Regions from separate parts of the Macaca mulatta genome. Here region 2 is linked to region 1. The links are chromatin contacts, called in public Hi-C maps. All regions are on one chromosome and are shown on one strand. Each heading gives the region's core, a stretch centred on a gene start, on an enhancer-like site or on the middle of the called end of the contact. The rest is flanking DNA. Distances are from core to core; before and after follow the strand shown.

Region 1 (2,745 bases), core at 182-2,681:
TGCAAGTAAAGGGCCTGTAGGTGCTTCTAGGAAGGATGGGGACCTAGCGTGTGCATTTTGTCCTCCCCAGGATCCTGGGGTGTGACGTTGAGACTTAATCGACAAGGCTTCGGGACATGGATTAAGAATTAGCTGTGTCCTTGAATTACACGTGTTTAAGACCGCGGCGGTGTTTACAATTAGAGACTTCTGAGGCCCCCACGGTGTGAGTTGAGCACTCCCCTGGGGCCCTGGAATGTGTTTTTAAGAATGAAAGAGGTTTTGGGGCTTGGATTTAGGACAAGCTGGGGCAAGAATTCAGCCCACGCGGGCCGTGGGTGTGGACTGGGATCTTTTTGGTCCCCGAGGGTAGAGAGTCTGCACGCCATCTAGGGCTCGGGTCCTGCTATCTTGCGAGCCATGCCCCACGGCTGCAGGACACGTGTGTTTCCTAAAAGGAGAGGGGGTGGGGCAAGGCCTGGTTGTCATGGAGACAGCGGTGGGCGGGGGGGGGGGTCCCTGGCGGGCCGTTCTAGCCCCCATGTCTCGTTGACCGTCGCCTCTCTGGTTCGGTTGCCTCTCTATGGTCGTGGCTCCTGGAAGAGGGCCCGCCTCAGCTCTGCAGACTGAGCGGCTTCGAGGTAGACAGGTGGGAAGAGGGGCGGGGCCTAGGTCCTATGGGGGCCGGAGTGAAACCCAGGAGGTGGTGACGAGCCGAAGCCTGAGGGCGGGGCCAGTGACCAGGATAGAACCTGAGCCTGGGAGCATGGGCTAGGGCCGGAACTGGGGTGGGGCTTGAACTGATGGGAGGGGTCTAGTTCCGGGAGGGGCGGGGGGGCGCGGTGTGTGCTTGTGGGCGGGGCCATATAATCTAGCCTAGGGGGTGGAGCCTGGCTGAGAGGGGCGGGACTCGGGGGAGAGGGCCTGCGCCTGTGGGTGGGGCTAGAAGTATAACCTAAGGGCAGGGCCCCGTGAGTGGCGAGAAAGCCACGGGGTAGAGGCAGGACCAGAAGCAAAGGGGACACGACGTGAAGGGTAATTCGGGGATCAAGGATACAGGCTAAATGCAGGCATATGGCGAGGCCGGACAGTGACCGACAGGGTGGACTTACTGGCTCTGGGGGCGGGGACTGTTGTAAGATTGGCAGGGAAGGATGGACTCAAAAATATGGAATAGAGCTGACCCAGGGTCAGAGGCGGAGCCTGGCCAGGACCTGGCCAATCCCAGGCCTAGGGCCGGGGTCTGGTTCCTAGTTAGGGGGCGGGTGTTAAAGCCTGGAAAGGGGGCGATGCCTGGCTTGAGGAGTTGACCAATCCCAGGCCTGGGGGCGGAGTCTGACCCGGAGCACCCTTCCCGGGCTCGCGGCGGGGCGGAGCCGAAGCCTGGGGGCAGGGCTCGCTGTAGGGTCGGGGGCGGTCGCGGGCGGAGCCGGAGTGGCCCGCGGCCTTAGCGCACTCTGTCTCCCCAGGATGCGGGCTCCGGGTGCAGGCGCGGCCTCGGTGGTCTCGCTGGCGCTGTTGTGGCTGCTGGGGCTGCCATGGACCTGGAGCGCAGTAGCGGCGCTCGGCGTGTACGTGGGCAGCGGCGGCTGGCGCTTCCTTCGCATCGTTTGCAAGACCGCGAGGCGAGACCTCTTGTGAGTGTTGACGGGATCCGCCAGGGCCGGGAGTGGGGCTGAGGGCTCTGGGGGCGCACGGTGCGGGGCTGGGTTGCGAAGACAGCTTGGAGGGTCCGGAGAGCTGGGGGTGCTTTGTAGGTTGGGGGTGGGGCTGGGCCGAGGGGCGGGGCCTGAGAGGGTGACCAGTTGGGGGGCTCTGAGGGCGCTACAGGGGACACTTTAAGGATTTCTCGAGGGAGATGAGTAGCCTGCAAGGTACTTGGAGCGTTGCAGGCTGCTCAGGAGATGATCTCAGGGGCTTGGGGGGCAACTTGGGGGTCTTTGGGCTGCTGGTGGAAGTTCCAGGGAGCTGGGGCTGACTGGAAAGCGGTGGCGGTGTAGGGGTCTCTTTGGAGCCTTGTTAACTGTGAGAGACTTCAGGGGGCTCTCCAGTAGGTCACCGGGGCTCACAGGGACGACCCAATAGATAGTCTCTGGGGGTTGCCAAGACACTTTGGGTCTATCCAGGGCTTTCTCTGAGGGATGAGCGAGCTGCTTAGGAAGTCTATAAAGGACTTGCCGGGTTTCTGAAGGTGTGTATTTCCTCAGGACCGTTTCCAGCTGGGACACTGTTTGAGATTGTGGGGTCTGTGTGGGTCTTTGGGTTTGGGAGTTGTTCGGAGTGTGTAGGGAGGCTGCTGCGTATTCCAGGTCTTGTTTGGGGGTCTATTCTGGCCGTGTCTCTGAGGGGCTTGCTCAAACGAGCCGTTGGGGTCCTTCTGGGGTGAAACAGGCATTGCTGGGGGTTCCTATCAGAGCAGATCTCAGGAACAGCACCACGTGGGAGCAGGTGAACGCAGGCTAGCAGGGCAGGGTTCAACACCTTCACAGCTCCTTGTAAGATGGAGTTGCAAGAGGGACTGAACCCACTGTAAGGAGGGCACAGAGGGTGTGGAGATGGGAAGGATCCCACCGTAAGTTGACTGGTTCTGAACTTTCTAAAACTCACCCCTTCTCCATGCCATGGCCCCCTGCCCCCGGCCCCTTGGTTGTTCTGATGTGGAAATCCGACTGTGCCCTCTGCTCAGACACCTTCCACAGCCAACCCATGCTTGGCAGAAGGAAGACTCAGCCCCTAGCTGGCACTCAAGGTCCTACCATCTGTTCC
Region 2 (2,700 bases), core at 135-2,634, 74 kb after region 1:
CTCGGCCTCCTGAGCAGCTGGGCTTACAGGCGAAGTGCCACTATGACCGGCTAATTTCTTGTTTGTTTTTTTTTAGTAGAGATGTGGCTTCACTATATTGACCAGGCTGGTCTCGAACTCCTGACGTCAAGTGATCTGCCTGTCTCAGCCTCTCAAAATGCTGGGATTACGGGCGTGAGCCGCTGCACCTGGCCTGTATCATTCTTAAAAATTAAGTTTTAGCCGGGCATGATGGCTCACTGGTAATCCCAGCACTTTGGGAAGCTGAAGGGGGAGGATTACTTGAGCTCCCCAGGAGTTTGAGAAGAGCCTGGGTAACATAGGGAGACTCCATCTCTACAAAAAATTTAAAAGTTAACTGGGCGTGGTTGAGTGCACTTGTAGTCCCAGCTACTTTGGAGGCTGAGGCAGGAGGATCAGTTGAGCCCAGGAGGTTGAGGCTGCAGTGAGCCATGATCATGCCACTGCACTATAGCCTGAGCCACAGAGCAAGACCCTCTCTGTGAAAATAATAAAAATAATAATGTTCAGATGTATTTTTTAAAGTTTTTATTGTTTTTAAAAATAGAGGCATGGTCTTGCTATGTTGCACCACTGCACTCCAGCCCGGGCGACAAAGCCAGACTCCGTCTCAAAAAAAAAAAAAAAAAGTGTGATACTAAGTCAATCAATTTGAAAATACGGCACTAGAGTATTGGAAAACAATCCCTTGGTGGCATTTCCATGAAAACACGGCCCTTGTCTCTGGAAGAGCTTGTGCTCAGAACGGTCCATTATCTTGCCCTGGCTCCATTTTCACGCCAACCCTGTAGGGTCTCTATGATCTCATTTTATAGATGGACAGACTGAAGCTCACACACAGTAAGCCCAGGGCGGGGACTGGATGTGACGCCAGGTCTGTGGACGTCATGACCTTTATTCTCCACAACCCTCAATGACATCCCTGTGAGGTCCAAAACCAGGATGGCAAAACCCACGTTGCAGCAGAGGAAACTGAGGCTAAGGTCTCTTGGGTCCCAAACCAATTCCTAAGTAGCCAAGTCCGCCTGGTGGCACAGCCCAGGTTTTATACATGGGGAAGTTTGGCGGCGCATCAGGAGGAGGTCTCGGTGGTAGGACGCACCCGGAGAAAGCGCGGGTTCCTAACCCTAACGCTACCCCTAACCTCCCTTCCACGCTCTCCGAGCGCTCTGTGCCTTTAACGTGGGTGCGGGGGCGGGGCGTCCTGGGTAGGGCTGCAGGTGACGTCACTCCGGGCTTTGGGTCTCCGAAAGCGTCTGGAGGCGGGGCCTGGACTTCACGCCAGGCGCGCTCCTCCCCTTCAAGGCGCGCGGCCGGGCGGGGCCCCAATGACCCCTTTAAGGCGCGGCCAGAGTCCTCCCGCAGAAAAACGACTTAAAGGAGACGCGTGGCGCGATGGCGGCGGCCCCACGCGCCGGCCGGCGGCGCGAGCAGTCGCTCCAGGCGCTGCTGTTTCTGCTGCTGGCGCCACTGCCGCCGGGGGGCCAGCCGGGCGCCGACGCCTACTTCCCCGAGGAGCGCTGGAGCCCGGAGTCGCCCCTGCAGGCGCCGCGCGTGCTCATCGCGCTGTTGGCGCGAAACGCGGCCCACGCTTTGCCCACCACGCTGGGCGCACTCGAGCGGCTGCGGCACCCGCGGGAGCGCACTGCGCTATGGTGAGCCGAGCCCGCTGTCCCCATCGGGCGGGTCCACGAGAGCCCCTGCTCGCTGTCCCCTTTGGGGTGGATTCACACGAGCCCCTGCCCGCTATCCTCTTTTGGGCGGATCCGCGCGTGCTTTCTGTTCTCTACCCCCATCGGGACGGGTCTACGCATGCCCCTGCCCGCTGCCCCATCGGGATGGGCCCACGCGTGCCCCCTGCCTGCTGTCCTCCCATGGGGCCAGACACAGCCCTCCCCACATTAAAACAAGCGGGATCGAGTTCCTCCTGCTGGCTCCTTTGGGGTGGGCTGGGCACCGCTCCTGTCTACTGGACCCTACTAGGGCAGATCCGGCCCCACTGACTGTGACTCGTTCTAACTTCCTCTGGAGCACGTACACCTCCAAAGGACTGAGCCCGCAGCCCCCACTGGGGCGTTGCCAGGGGCCACATCTAACAGCAAGCCTTTCTGTGCCTGCTGCTAACCTTAAGCTTGAACTCAGCCCGGCTCCAGGCCCCAGTCAAACCCCTGCCTTCGGACCGACGTGGGTGGAGTCCAGGACTAGATGGCCCAGGAGGAAGTGGATGCTTTCTTGGGAGGGAACAGGCCAGAACTCTGAAGAAGTCTTTGACTGGTGACTTCTCACTCCCTGCCTCAGTTTCCTCAAATGGAAAATGGGTCCGGGCGCTGTGGCTCACGCAGTAATCCTAGCAACTTGGGAGGCCAAGGTGAGCGGGTCACTTGAGCTCAGGAGTTCGAGACCAGCCTCGCCAACATGGCAAAACCCTGTGTCTAGAAAAAATACAAAAATTAGTCGGGTGTGGTGGTGTGTGCCTGTAGTCCCAGCTATTCAGGAGGCGGGAAAATCACTTGAGCCCAGGAGTTTGAGGCTGCAGTGCGCTATGATTGCACCACTGCACTCTAGCCTGGGCTACAGAGTAAGACCCTGCCTCTAAAAAAAAGAAAAAGAAAAGAAAATAAGTGTATTAATATAATTCTCTTTTGGGGTTTGTCTCTGAAGATTAACCAGTTAATGGAT

The links. Hi-C and Micro-C count contacts between places; a contact is called where the count stands out from the background.
Region 2: a Hi-C map of liver shows a contact between it and region 1, with 3 times the contacts expected there. The contact joins the promoter of COLGALT1 here to the promoter of SLC27A1 in region 1. A contact is called at or near these places in 2 of 14 Hi-C or Micro-C datasets (cortical neurons and liver).

What each region holds. Positions count from the first base shown.
Region 1 is chr19:17,980,047-17,982,791 of T2T-MMU8v2.0, forward strand. SLC27A1 (solute carrier family 27 member 1) reads left to right here and starts at 1,432. Exons shown (of 10, transcript XM_077978293.1): 1 at 1,432-1,616. The coding sequence starts at 1,450.
Region 2 is chr19:18,054,436-18,057,135 of T2T-MMU8v2.0, forward strand. It overlaps COLGALT1 (collagen beta(1-O)galactosyltransferase 1), which reads left to right and starts at 1,385. Exons shown (of 12, transcript XM_077978295.1): 1 at 1,385-1,730.